2 separate regions of the Mus musculus genome follow, and region 2 is linked to region 1. Evidence: chromatin contacts called from public promoter capture Hi-C data. All regions are on one chromosome and are shown on one strand. Each heading gives the region's core, a stretch centred on a gene start, on an enhancer-like site or on the middle of the called end of the contact. The rest is flanking DNA. Distances are from core to core; before and after follow the strand shown.

What was found. Promoter capture Hi-C pulls out the DNA fragments that hold promoters and counts their contacts.
Region 2: a contact with region 1 is called in a promoter capture Hi-C map of liver, with 2.7 times the contacts expected there. The contact joins the promoter of C8b here to the enhancer-like site in region 1. A contact is called at or near these places in 3 of 39 promoter capture datasets (embryonic stem cells and liver) and 2 of 9 other capture datasets (liver and pancreatic islet).

Annotation. Positions count from the first base shown.
Region 1 is chr4:104,510,889-104,518,358 of GRCm38.p6, reverse strand. The region is part of intron 5 of Dab1 (disabled 1); the gene reads right to left. Among named protein-coding and RNA genes, the nearest start is that of C8b, 250 kb to the left of the region's middle. Within about 2 kb of position 3,453, at least 17 of the 459 cell types and tissues checked have an H3K27ac peak or open chromatin away from gene starts, as enhancers often do. A contact at or near this core is called in liver, where this site is marked.
Region 2 is chr4:104,761,780-104,769,249 of GRCm38.p6, reverse strand. It overlaps C8b (complement component 8, beta polypeptide), which reads right to left and starts at 2,933. Exons shown (of 12, transcript NM_133882.2): 1 at 2,764-2,933. The coding sequence starts at 2,852.

The DNA.
Region 1 (7,470 bases), core at 2,204-4,703:
AGCCTGAATCCAGGAGCCTGAGGTCTAATCAGAGACAGCCTCTCAAAATGTAAGGTGGAAAGCAACTGAGAAAGACATTCAATGTTCACTTCTGACCTCCACTAGCATGTACACACATGTGCACATGAACACACAGGTATATGCAATACACACACACACACACACATACACTCTCACGCATGCACATGACATGAAAGAACAAACAAGCCTGACTAGGCAACAAGGCAGACTGTACGGGAGGAAAGAGGAAAGAGTAAGAAGAACAGAGGAAAGATGCTCAATATACAATACATATTGTTATCAAAGTATAAAAGTAAATATTTTTAAGTGGTTTTGGAAGACAGAACACAATCACATTGACAAATTTTTACTCTACTGAACTCAAAGAGGGAGAAATCAAAGCCCAAAGAAATGAAAGTGCTTTGACACGGTCACAGGAGGATGGGGAATAGATCTGAAGCTGGGCCGATGGTGCCATAGGAAAGAATCATATTTGCAGCCATGCACACCTTGTAGCTTGTGGAACTATGCATGAAGGCAAAAGCTCCTCCCCCAGCTGGCACAATCCACCGATAGGTGAAGTTTGATAATATCATCTTTGGGGTCATCCATGTTTCAATTCTTATAATGTAACCAGGCAATAACTACTGAAGAATTAGAATATGTAATTAGGCAGTAACTACTGAGGAATTAAGATATAAAAACCTAAGGGAACATCCTATAAAAAGTTATAACAATGGAACAAACAAGCACAGGGCCCTGACAGTACTGAACTTTTGTCTTCGGCCCCCATCACATAGAGATCTAGACGGACAGACTAGGAGAAGTCCTTGGAGATTCCCCCACTGCCTGGGACAAAAGCCTGAACTCTCGTTAAGTCTACCTGGAGCAGGATCTCTTGAGAACATCTTTGAAAGATCCTCTTTCTCCCAGAGTGTAGAAGCCCCTGCGGCTTCCTGGGGCTTCTTTTTGTCCACCAGTCCAGCTAAGATCCGTTCATCCCAACAGTACTCATTCATTAGTTTAGTATCATATAATACATTTTTTTTACTCCACAATGCTTCCACATTCATGCTTCAACAGGGGATCCTTCTATTCCCCGTTTTACAGACGAGAGAGGAAAAGCATCGCTGAGAGAACATGATTTTAGTGACAACATCCAGGTCCAGGACTGAAACGTGCATCTTTCTAGATTCAAAGCTCACGTTGCTTTTGCTGTATCAGAGATCAGAGGCTCTGTGATGGTGGCGGTAATGGCAGTGGTGTGTGTGTGTGTGTGTGTGTGTGTGTGTGTGTGTGTGTGTATTCGTAGAGTTGGTACAGGATGCAATAACGGCCATGCATGCACACAGGGCAGTACAGCATAAACCTGTTAGAAGAACAGTGTGGTAAAATAATTAAGTTTATAGAAAAAAAAAACACATGTTGTCAATAAAGACTGTGAGGCATCTAATTACCAAAATAGCCCTTCCAGCCCACCTAACAAGCCATGATGAATATTAGTTTAAATACTCAACTGTCTATGACTTTTGTTTTTCCAGTGAAAGCCATTATTGCCAGAAGGAAAAGAATGGTTTTAGGTCTGGTGGCTTGCAGGGATGTGGGGAAACTCAGTCATTTTATTGCCTTGACACTGTGGTTCATCATGGGTATCCTTAGAACTCACAGAAACGCTGAGACGTGTAGAGTTGTTCACAGCTCCCTCTTATACCCACATGGCTCCTTTAAGGACAAGCCTATTAAAACTGTCTAGCTTGCTGGAGCTGGATAATTTTGTAAAGAAGTATTTAAAGGTTTAGCGTTTTATACAACCAATCACCTGAAGTACACTAGGACAGCCAGTAAGAAGCTTAAACACACTCTTGAGGAGACAAAACGAGACATCACCAGACAAGGGCATGCAACTTCTGGCCCTTGATTCTCTCACTTCAAGACTTTTATCAGATCCATTTAAACAGAGTGAAAAAAAAATTAATTAAAAAGGGTTTCACTCCATGCATTGAAATGGAAAAGATGATTTTTGCTTTTCCTTGGCTGGTCTCTGAAACACTTTTCTTCCAGCAAAGCCAGCTGGGGAAGAGATTTCCCTATGTGTCAATAGCAATTTCAGCAACAGAGAACTCTGGACCATCTGTGTGACCAAGGGACCTGAAGAGGAGTAGAGATCCCTGTGTGAGGGCTGTGGTAGAAGCTCCAGTCCTGAACTGTTGAGCAGAGTCCGGGATGTGATGAAAGCAACGCCCCCTCCCCCTCCCCCCCCCCCAGCTGCCTGCCTGCCCCTCGAAGCCCTGAGGATAAAGCATAGCCACAGTTCCTTCAAAACCACGGGCCCAAAGACTGCAAAGCCGAGTTCTCTATAACTTAAGAGTACATTTAATAATAGGGGAATCTCACTGATACCCACCTCAGGATCCATTCATTTGTCCTTTTCATACTGAAAAGCTCCTATCCAGCACTGATTAATTACCAGTGCAAACCTGGCCCGCAGCCAACGTCTTCCAAGTTGATTCTGTAGCCAGGTGGATAACATTTCAGCTCAGGTAAAACCCTTCTTTCCTTGCAATCTAAGTACTGGATTAAGAACTCATAATAGCTTAACCTGAAGGACCAGAGAAGAGGTGCAGGCACTTACCTTATTTGATTCCATTGATAACAAAGATCTGTATGACTATTTTACATATAGTAAAAAAATACATTAAGAAATATTTATTTCCATGGAAATTTTTAAAAAGTAAATTTCACAATCTTAGATGGGTTCAATGTATGGTTTGTAGCTAAAAATAAAAACAGTCTCGTGGATATATCAGATAAACACTGGGTACTACTATGAGTTCTCATGTCTTTAGCTGGACAAAGAATGATATCACATTTGTGATGTGATTTACAGTAATGATGGATATAAAATAAATAAGAGATGTTTCTGTCACCGAGAAGAAGGCATTCAACCTGGACAATGGTGGTCTGGCATAGGCTCAGGGAGCTGAGTGGCCTCTCTTTAACATTCTGGGAATGTCACATCCCACCTGGGAAGATGGTGGGATGTGACAGGTCCCAGGGAGAGTAGAGGGGTAAAAACAGTTCCTTGGAGGATGAAGGGTTGGTGCTGTAAGGGGTAGGAAGATTCCCTGGGAGGGTCCTGGGATGGGGAGGTTCCCCAGGAGGTGGGTGGAGAGGGTACCCAATTGGATTATGGGATGGGAGTAGGGAGGACTCTGGTCACATAGGTGACTGCAGATAGCTCTTGCCCAAGTGAACAGGATGCATCATCAGGGGAAATGGAGGAAGAGCTAACAACTCAAACAAAAGGGCATCTACCCTCTATTAACTACTCAGCAGGAAGGCAGCATCCACTCTTTAGCGCCACCCTTCTGCTGGGGGCCATATGAAGGGTGATTTCTCTGATTTCTAGGAAAGAGCTGTGAGGTGTGGAGCTCCCCCTAATGGACGGTTTCTGCTAGTGGCCCTTCATAGAGACAGCAGCAGAGCAGGAGTCCCCAGCCTTGTGTACTGATTGCAGGGAGGAGAGAGGGGCAGACCTGCTGGAGGACTGTCAGCTTTGTGGATCTCCATTCACTCAATGGGCATAACTGGAGGGATCTAAGGCTCACGCTGTAGCCCAGCTTCAGCACCACCGCCCAGGAACAGAACAGTGGAACCTTTTCATTCCGTTATGAAGCGGGCCTCCCAAAGACCCCGCCCCCAGTCCCGCCCCCAGCCCCGCCCCAGCCCCGCCCCCAGCCCCAACCCCAGCCCCAGCCAGGATCAGGATGCCCAAAAGGCAGTAGGAGTGGGAAAGAGGAAAGAGATTCCAGAAATGAGGGGTGGATTTAGGGGTGCCTGGGGTCGGTTATCATCAGGAAAGAGCCAACAGTCTTTCACAACCCACAAACAAAACAAAACATTCGCTACAATGAATAAAGGACACCTGTGGTATTATCACCCTTCATCTCCGACTTGTTCATATTGTGAGTACATTTATTATTAACATAATACTTCACATTGCAAGTACATTTATTATTAACATAAACTTTCCTGTGTGGAAAAGCCCAATTGCAGCCATCCTCAGCTCCCCATATAGTTTAGTCTTTCTGATGAAAAATAATTGCTTTGTAGGGGGAGGGATGCCATGTTTGGACACCTTTAATCAGTGCACTACCTGATAGGACATTTATTAAGAATAAAACATTTCTTTTATTTTATAGCTGCCTCGGCACTTGTTAAGATGAGGAGGGGGGGAGGGGGCAGAAGCCTTTATCATTTCCTGATCTCGCTAGCAAATTGGCAATTTATGCACAGAATATTACAAATACTGCTGAATTATTTGAGCCTGGAATTAATTTAGAGAATCTGCCCCTTCTTGGAGTGCCCAGGGATTTGGCTTATCTTTATTTGCCGAAGGAACCATGTCACTGAAAGCAGTCCCGGGATTATTTCAAGTGAATGAATAATGAAATTGCCTAGCTTTCTAATGGTTTCCAAATTCCATGACTACCCCAGTGCGCAATGATGGGCTAGCTCATCAGTGGGCATTCACATTGTGGGTGAAGCCCGCCGAAGCTCGGCACGGCAGCTTCTGTACTGAGTAATTAAAGCTAGTAAGGAAATCCTAGTGTCACCTGGGGTTACAGACTGCTGCTTTGGAAAATGGAGGAGAGATATTTCATCCTGCAGACAGCATCATTAGGGCAACACACACAAGATAATCAATTACCCAAAGCATCTATTTTTTAGAATAATTCTTCACTTGCATGAGCCCCTTTAATCACATCAGAAATCACTGATCTTGCCAGACACAAGCATATACCACACAAGACAGTAGACCTGCTGGCTTTTAGAAGTGGGGAAATTCAAATTGATAGGGCAAGAATTCAAATGGACAATCTTTTTACACAAAGTTTGTTTTGCTATGTACCATGTATCATGGTTAAGCATCTAAAAATATTCCAGTCACACACCCTGACCAACTATATAACCGAATACCACCTTATTTACTTATTTTAGTTTTTGTTAAGCTAGGGATGTTTATTATGGAAAACTTGAAAAATATAAATGCAAGAGTGAAAATAAAATAAATGCTTTATCTGCAAAATCAGAGGCATGCATGTTTAATATTTAGAGTATTTTGCTCTAGCAATAATTTTCTCTATATACACACATGAATTTTTCTGCTCATCTTATAAGTACTCTGCCAAGTCCTTGATCACTAAATGTGGAAATGCACATTTTTTCTGGAATATAATACTTACTTGTCCACAATATAGAGTAGAAAAACCCAGAGTCTTTTTGAACTGTTGATCCCTAACAAATGGCCAAGAGATACCTCATGGATGGATAAGTAAACAAACCAATGAGTAAATGCCTTTCCTTCCACAAACCGTCAAATGACAATCTGCTGCTCTAGAATATACCACCTGACCTCCGTCCTGATAATTTCAGAGAGTTAGAAGGTTGAGTCAAACCTACATATTACTATACCTGGTTAGATTTTTGACAACACAATACAAACTAGGGTCATCTGAAAAAGAGAAACTTTAATTGAGGGATTGTCCCCATCAGATTGCCTGTCGGTCATTTTCTTGGTTAATGATTGATGTGAGAGGACCCAGCCCGACATGGGCGGTGCCACTACTGGAGTGGGATAAGCCTCTGGGAGTAAGACAATAAGCAGCTTTTTCCCACGGTTCCTGCCTCCGCTCCTGCTCCAATTGCTGCCCCGACTTCCCGCCATGATGGACTATGATGGGGAGATGTAAGCCAGTTACATCCTTTCTTTCTCAAGTGGCTTTTGGTTGTGGTGTTTCATCGTGGCATTAGAAAGTAAAGTAGGATAGAAATCATGCTAACTCTGTGTTGGACACGCAGCCTTCTGTGTCCACGGGTCCCATGCCCACACATTCAGAGGGCTGAAAATACTTGCCACAAAGGCTGTGGTGACTGTCATGAAGAGAAACAGACCATGTATTAAAAGCACAGAACAGTGACTAATTACAGAGTGTTTGCATTGAATTAGGTATGACAGAGATTATGGGAAGCACAGGAGAAATTATGTGTAGATTTTGTGTACACACTGGGCCATTTTATGTAAGGGACTTACATAGCATCCAGAAGACTCTTCTGTGAAACCCAAGCAACGCATGTGTTACCACGCCAACAGTTAATATCCAGATCCTTTGTTATTATGTTAAACAAATCAAAATATATCTTTAAAAGTCCTCAAGTGTCTACAGATATCAGACCCAAGCTCTGCATACTCACGAGCCCCACACGGAACATTCCTGATAATTCTGTTGAACTGCCATCTCGAGGCATTAAAATAAAGAGCTGTAAATATCTCCTGATTAAATATTAACCTTAAGATATGAAATGACTGTTCAGAGGTTGCGTCTGACTGACTTGCTCTAATGTGCCACTTATGAAATGTGTATCTTAAATCAGCAGTGAAGGGAAACCAACATCATTAATACCACAAAAACCCAGGAGCTTCTATATGCATGCTCTTTCCTGGTGTGTTATTAACAGCCCACCCCTCCCCATGCTAGACAGTACTACCACCCGGCATTATCCTCTATTACTTTAAAGGCAATTTTATATTTCACATCCAAATTAATGGTTACTCTCTAAAGTCTTATTATGCTTAATTACTTCTCCTTCCCACATCCTCCCTTCTCTCTACACATCCTTTCCTTAAATGATACTCAAAAGTTCGAGGTACAATCAGAGATCACATAAGCAGCTCAGCTGTGGATGTGGAAGACACTAAAGGTGGGATCTTGAAGCCAAATTTAAGGGGAAAGTCTCTAAGAGGGCCACAGTAGGTCATTACGAACATCTGGTTAAAAGAAAAATAAACTTCAGGGCAGTTCTGCCTGACTCATTGGGACCTTCTCAGTGTCACCGCCAGCATCTCTTTCCCACACAAAGGTTCTCAGGAGCCACCTTAGCAACAGCTCTCACAAGTTTAGCCCCAGCTTTACAGATTCTCACCCCATACTCACAGGCTTTGTTCTTCAGGTTCCAACCCTTGAATAGAGTGAAGAGCTCTGTATTCGTTCCTTCTGCATCAAAACTCCATCAAGAAATGTGTCTGCCACTCAGTCTGCTGCTTCTTAAGGTAAGACCTAGCATCCTTCAAATGCCCCTTGTCCTGCTGATAAATTCTCAGCCAGTTGCCTCCATTTTCCAGAGCAGTCACCAATAGACAGTCTCCTAGCCACCCAGCTCCTTGGAACTGCTCTGACTCTGCAGTGCTAATACCATGGACCACAAAATAGTAAGGCTCAGTATCCAAGTGGCTCAGGGATGCACTTAGCCATGTTCTTCAATTCTTTACCAGCAACCAAACACAAGGACCTAGTATCCTCGAATACCTCTCCTATTTACACTCTGATTTCCTGATAACATAGTATCCTTTTCTCTAACACTCATCATTATTCTGAGTTCTACTCGATGCTTTTCCAAACAACTAAAACT
Region 2 (7,470 bases), core at 1,684-4,183, 250 kb before region 1:
ACCCATGTCACAAGAGTTCCAAAAGGGACCTAGTTCTCTCCTTTCATCTGGATGTTCTCTCCTGGAAGATCTCTTGCATGTCATTTTTTTTGGTGGTATATTTATATTCTATTATTTTGCAATCTAAAAAAGTTAGTATCGGCTGCCTTACACTTCTCTGGAAATATGCCCCTTCTGAGGGAGTGCTGGCACGGGCATGCCTTTCTTTAGGGGTGCGCAGAATGTCGTTGCCAGCCTTAGGACACATCAATCTGGGTCCAGGTCTCTTACTCTCTTTTCTCTGATCAAAATAAAGATGGATCCATCACGTGCAGCAGGATTAGGTCAGCAGTAAATTTCCAGTCCTCAGCTTCTATGGACAGGACACATCAATATATTTTGGTTTTCTCTGGAAATACCCTGACACAACAACTTTCCTGTCACACACAATTTGTTTAGCAGCTGCATCCCCGTGCAAACAGCATCTTCCACTTGGCTGGCAGGGAGGTGGTTTCTGGGGGAAATGTTTCCCATTTCTCTCTGTCATTTGCTGCGGCAGACATGGAATTTAAAGCAACATCGCAAAGTAGTAAACATGTGTCTCAGAGAATCACCCTAGGTTTCCAGCAAGTCCAGTGGAAGGGAGAGGTGCATTAATACAAGGCAGAAGGCAGAGAAGATATTTGAGGTCTGCACCCCCATCCCCACCCACACCCCACCACACACACACACACACACACATGGACTGAGTAGCCTTGAGAGTCACAGTCTTCACATAGTCCTCAGTTTCCTTCTCTCTGCCCCTGTAAGTGATCGAACGGCTGTGAGAATAAGAGTCCATGCCTGGAACAGAGTGACAATCAATAGTGATCAATAGGCCATATGACAGTGTGACCTGAGTGAGTGAAATGATGACAGCCTTTACGGCGGGAGGGAGGTTGCAGCACTTTCTGCCCCTGAACAGAATGCTTTTCTTGTTTGATTTTTTTTGGGTGTGATACTCAAAGGCAGGTTGTGTTCAGCACTGGTACATAGAAATCATGGGTGCAGATCAGAATATCCAACCAGGGGTCAGGAAGAGCAGGAAGATCACTGAGCCCAAGCCATTCTCTTCTCCCCTCTGGGGATCAGTTTGGGAATGAGGGGTCACCCTTTCCTTACATGACACACACATAGCTGTGAGTTTCGTAGCCTGTTCTGTTCTCACCTGGTGGAGCTCCTGTTCCTACCTACCTCAAAGGGAACTTGCCAATATGTATGTCTCATTGCTCCACACCTTCCCTTCAGGTCTATGCCTGAAGGGTGTGGTTTGCATTCCCTAGCTACTTATTCCTCTCCTCCTCCTCCTTCTCCTCCTCCTCCTCCTCCTCCTCCTCCTCCTCCTCCTCCTCCTCCTCCTCCTCCTCCTTCTCCTCCTCCTCCTTCTCCTCCTTCCAGGTCCTACCTTGTTGTCTACTCAATGATAGTGAAATGAACCTGGAGCCATGGGAACAAGCTAGTCTCTCTCTCTCTCTCTCTTATAACTCCATGCCTTTGCATGTGCTGTTATCTCTGCCTAGTGCATCCTTCATCCTTTGCCAGGACTCCTGCTCAGGAGGACCAGCCACTCTTTCCCTCTCTCCCTTGATTGTTATTTGTCCCTGCACCAACTCTTACGAGTCTCTGTATTTGCCCCCCACATAGCCACGCTCCCTGAGAATATGAGTTTGGGCTTGTTCAGCTCTGTATCCTCTGAGGCAATCAAGGGACTTGTGGACAGGGGTATGATGCTGCTTCTGAGAGCGATGTCTGAGCCCTTCCCTCCAGGCACAATTCACTGGGTACTGCAGAGTCCTCTGTGCCCAGAAGGAAATGCATGGGAAGCATGTACAGACAGTCTCTTCACCAAGTCGAGGGTCTTGTTGGTTCTAAAGGAGAGTCTGTGGGTGGTAAAGACTCAGAATCCCGGTCCTGGGGAAGGTTCTCAAGGAGGCCGAATAGCATGGTGCAGAGCTCAGGACAGGAGGCGCGTGAACCCTGGTGCTGCTCACATGAATGAGAGGTTACTACCGGGGAGCAGTCTGAGCAGAGAGAACAGCTGTACCTCTTTCTTTCTACACAAGTGCTCACGAGCATCCAGGTACCTGAGTCCTTCCACATCTCACAGTGGGAACTGCTCTGGCACAAGGAAGGTCTCCAGATTGCTTTCTCTGCCACATCTGTCTTTGGAACTCAAGTTTGAACCCAGACTAAGGTTATTTTCTTTAGCTGCTTCACTTCTTGTGAATGAAAACTTTGATGAAATAAATCTTGATTTTTTTTTCCTCTTTGGGAACAAATATTTGTGAGAAAGGGGGAAGGGAAAAGAAAGGAAGAGAGAAAGTGGGAGTTTGAGAGACCCACTCACTCCCTCACCCTAGATATATTGGGCTGTTGAGCAGGTAGAGCAGCACAATGCCATTATTAAGATCATTCACATAAACGGGCTCATTTTCATATATAATAAACCTTCTTTTGCACAGAGAATCAGACCAAAGCTTTGTTCAGCTATAGAACTTGTATCCTACTCTTCACAGAGCGACAGAATATATTAAACCATGCCAGTTCTGTAACAGACACTCTTGTTGAAGCCAGGCACTTGGGTCCATGATAGTTCAGAAGGAATTGTTGATCTTATTTTGCCAGACACATGCAAATCACTTTCAGAGACGTTCCTCTGCCCACAGGCATGTGGCAGAGTTGGTCAGCATTATGTGGCTTTCTGCCACGTGACCGATCAGGGAATCATTTGTACCCACCACTTACCTGGAACCAGGGAAATGGAGACATCCCAGAGTAGCACAGAGGAGACACGACTTTGCCAGTGCCCTCCAAACCTGAGCCCCTATCTTCATATTTTCTGTGTAGCGGGAGATCCAGTGTGATTCGAGGATGGTTGAAATAGCCTGCTCGCTCTTGCTGCTCTCAGTTCTGTTGACATAGAGCAAACAGGTCAGCAAAGCAAACAGGCGCTTGTACCTGGAACCTCAGCTTTGCACAGCACGAATGTACTCACTTGTGATACCGCACACCTAGGACAGTGAGAACTGTGATTCCATGGAAGCAGCCTTACCTGAGTACTTCGGAAAGCCACATACCAATCCCCCCCTCTCCCCCAAATGCTCAGGGTTAGAGGGTTAATACAGGTAAAGTAGTGAGTGCAGGCACATGCTGGCTACACAGACTCATGTTCTGTTCTCAGTACAGGGGCTGCAAGGCCTGAAGACAGATGGGACTGTGGTGTCTAAGTCCTAGGTTTGTAGGAACTCTGAGAGGGTTCCAGAGCCCAGCTACCTGCCGTTGGGTTCTTTCTATATGCTTTCCCTAATTCTTTCTATGTAATTCTCAGCTGTGTAACCAGAACACATACTACCCTCTCTACAAAACAGATGACAACAGTGCCTGTCTCCCAGGGTTGTGCTGCAGGGGTCAGTGGAGGGGAGAGGGGGGATAGGAGATATATTCAAAATACACATGAACATGTCACAATGAAAGCCATTATTATCATGATTAGTATATGTTAATAAAACATAAAAACATCAGTAAATTTAACTCTTCAGAACACGTTGAACACTGCCAGCCAGGTACCGTGTATGCTCTGTATACAGCTGACATTCTCTGTTTCCTCTTGACCAAGTGTCTCAGAGCTGGAAGAATTAGGTGAGATACTAAATGTGCCAATGTCATGCAAGGAGATGTTGTAAAAACTGTAATTTTAAGAAAACATCCAAATATGTATTGGGGCATTGACACAACTTCTATGGTGTCTTATTTATGGGGCAATTAGGAAGTAACGTTTAGCAGGCATTGGTTCAGGCCAATCCAACATTTGTCTCTAATATTTGCTGGAGACTGTTGAGAGCCACAGGTAATATACCTAAGTAGCTAGCAGACTCATCACCTACCACTTTCCTCGCTTTCCAGGTTATAGAAACCCCGATTACTTCTCTAGGGCTGAGCACAGCCAAGGCAGGTATCATTTACCACCGTCACCCCACTATTTGTGCCTAGGCTAGGCATCCCCATCTATAGCTTTCTGTTGCTCAGGATGGCTCTGAGGTAACCTGCTATGCCTCCCCGTTCAGTCAACTTAAAGACCAGGTAGAAGTACTCTAGAAATAACATAATCTACTCAGCTACTTTCCTTAAAACATCTACAAATGCTTCTTATAGACCTGGGAGATGGCTTAGTATGTAATAACACACGTGCAAACAGGAAGACTAAGCTCAGACCTTCAGTACCCATGTTTAAAAGAAACCCCAAAACAAAACCCCACTCAGTCTGGTCACAAGCACCTGTAGTGAGCACAATCTTCAGGACTAGGGGACCCAGTCTTGAAGGACTACAATAGAGAATGATAGGGGAGAGTACCCAATATCCTCCTCTGACCTCTGCATACATATGTTGTACACACAGGACATTCGAAGGAAGGAGGGAGGAAGGGAGGGAAGGAAAAAAAAAGCACCTGTCAGATAGTTTATGACCAGACGTGAGGTGGGCATTTACACATTTGAGTCCTACCTAGACTGTGGTCCTGTGGGCCTGTGGTCCTGTGGACCTGTGGTCCCGATTCCAACCTGCAGACAGTGGCAAAGAGCACCAGGCTGAGGAAAGATGGAGCACTGTGCAAAGCTAAGGTAGGATGTGAATACTGGAAGCATAGTGAAGCAAGAATCAAATCTAAAATCAAATCACAAATTATACTCGCCAAACAATGTCAACAAACCAACCTGCAACTCTTTAAAGGGCAGAGGCTGGGAGAGATGGAACGTGGTGAGGAACCTCAGAGGAAGGGGCGATATGCGACACTTGAGGGTGGGACAGAGAAAGCATTTGCTGTTCTCTGCCATTGCATATTTCTCCAGAACTGTCTTATCTGTAAAGTAGACACCATTCATTGACATCCACTCTTTAGGTTGTCTCCAGGTTTGAATGTTTAAAATATGAGACCCTTCACCTACTTCTGAATATAAGTTGGAGCGGTCTCCCAGCCTGTCACCTCTCTGTATCTGCTGGAGTAGCCGGGCTGCAGTTGTAGAGAAGGGGTAGGGGGACATCTTGGGAAGACAGTGGTCTGTCCCCTCACATTCCCTGTGCCCACAGCTCAGCAGCACATGCTCTACTGCAGACTAACCTGCTCATATTACAGTCGCCATTAACTCAAGCACAAGTCACTGTCTCCCTAACATCCCCAAAGGATGCACTTGACCTGAACTTTGACACAATTGATTTGCATAGTTAATCTTTGGTAAACAAGCAGAAAATTGAGTTCTAAGAACTATCCCCATTTCCATCCATGCATGGGTTAGTTTGCTTTCTATTGCCATGATAAAGAAACCACAACCGAAAGCAACTTAGGGAGGAACAGGTTTCTTTGGTTTCATCAACCCAATCCTAGTTTGTCCTGAAGGGAAGTCAGAGGCAGAGACAGAAACAAAGACCATGGAGGCATATTGCTTCTTGGCTTCTTTACAAATGCTCAGCTTGGTTTTTTGGTTTTTTTTTTTGTTTTTTGTTGTTTTTTTTTTTTTGTTGTTGTTGTTTTTTTGTTTTAAATACATCCAAGGCTCACCTGCCCAGTAGTGGCACCAAACACAGAGCGCTGGGCTCCCCAACATCAATCATTAATTGAGAAAATGCCCCACAGATTTGCCCACAGACCAATCAGGCATTTTCTGAAAGAGAGAGAGAGAGAGAGAGAGAGAGAGAGAGAGAGAGAGAGAGAGAGAGAGAGAGAGAGAGAGGCAGGGGGGAGGGAGGGAGAAAGAGAAAGAGAGAGAGAGAGAGAGAGAGAGAGAGAGAGAGAGAAAGAGAGAGAACAAAAAGACAAAAACACCACAGCATATGTAAGAGGACTAAGAGGAGGTATCAAGTCCTTATATCGTAAGGTCTCCTTCGGACCTCCTCACTGCCAATCATCCATGAAGGAACCTAAAAGTTAGCATTACAGAAATGAATCATGGGTTCTCACCTCTATGCTTGCCCAGAATAGATGCCACAGGGGGTTAAATACTACTCATTGTTTTATGCCAATGTCATTTGGACAAGTAGACCCTCCCAGCTGGCTTATCCCTGCCTCACAGGTCCTTTGGGCCCTAGAAACATCTGGAATTTTAACGTCATAGCACCCTCTGAGCTTCTCCATGCAGCTCTCAGAAGGCCATGTGGGAGGCAGCCTTCAGCTGCAGAGATAGTAACTCACATTCCCGCAGCTAGATCTTCTGCCTATTTGAAATCAACAGTAAATCAACAAACCCGAGATCCCTCCCATGCCTGGAGGTTGCGGCTCCACAGCTGCTTCCACAGCTGGATGATGGCAGCAAATCCATTGCTAGGTATAAAGCTTTTGGGTTTTTTCCTGACCCTCAGACACTGTCTTTTCATGTTCAGAGGCTCTCCTCCGCTCCTAGAGAGTGTCAGCATTGCTCCAAGTTTGGCGAAAAGGTAAGACTTCCTCAGTCCTCGGCTCTAGCTGTGGTCCTAAGGGCTGTACTTCTTACTGCTGATCAGGAGGGAGCTTTAAAATGGGTCATAGATCCCTAAACCTTTAAACTCTGTAGAAATTCATTACTATCTGAATCCATATGCCAACCTCTCCTGATGGATTTTTACAGCCTCCACCCAGGTCCACTACCAACTCCAAGTTTTATGGTTTTGCCAGAAAAGCACTGCATTCTTGGTAGGTCACTTACCACGTTTGGGCAAAGCTGGTAATTGTGTTGGTTCAATCAACTTCTGGGTTTGTGTCTTTGTTTTCTATTGCTGTGGTAAATAGCATGATCAAAAGCAACTTGGCTTATTGCAGAACATCATGTTGGCAGAAGCAGGTGGCGAAGATTCTTCACCTCTTGAAAGTCGAGAAATGATCACACAGCATATGGGAAGAGGCCACAACAAGATAAAGTCCCCAAGGAAGACCCAGAGAGGCCTACTTGCCCCATCAAGGCTCCAAGCACCATCTTTCAACACCTGCAACTAATGCCATCCTGTGATGAATGAAACAAGCCAGTGATATGTTCATTCCATGAGTACCCTCACCATTTAACCATCTCTAGAGATGCCCCCAACCATCTAACCTACCATCTAACCATCTCTAGGGAGGCATCACCTCACACGCTCAAGGGCATGTTTTGTTAAACTCTCAGGTTGTCCTTAATCTAGTCAAGGTTAATCACTATAACTTATTTATTAATTTATATCCTGAACAAATCTCTTAAGCTCTCTGAGCAATATTTACCCGAGTTGCAAATGCAGGCAATAATGTGGCAGTGGTCTTTTATTGAGCACCTACTTGACAATGAATACAATGCCAAGTCACTATGTCTCAAGATGTACTAGCCCTTGTCCATGAGAGCTGACAGCTTCCTGTGGAAACTGCACTGTGACAGACGTCTGCTTGGTATACTCCGGACACAGGACAAGTGCATAAGCATGTATGTAGTTGGGGGGGGTGTATTCTCAGACGGTAGCTT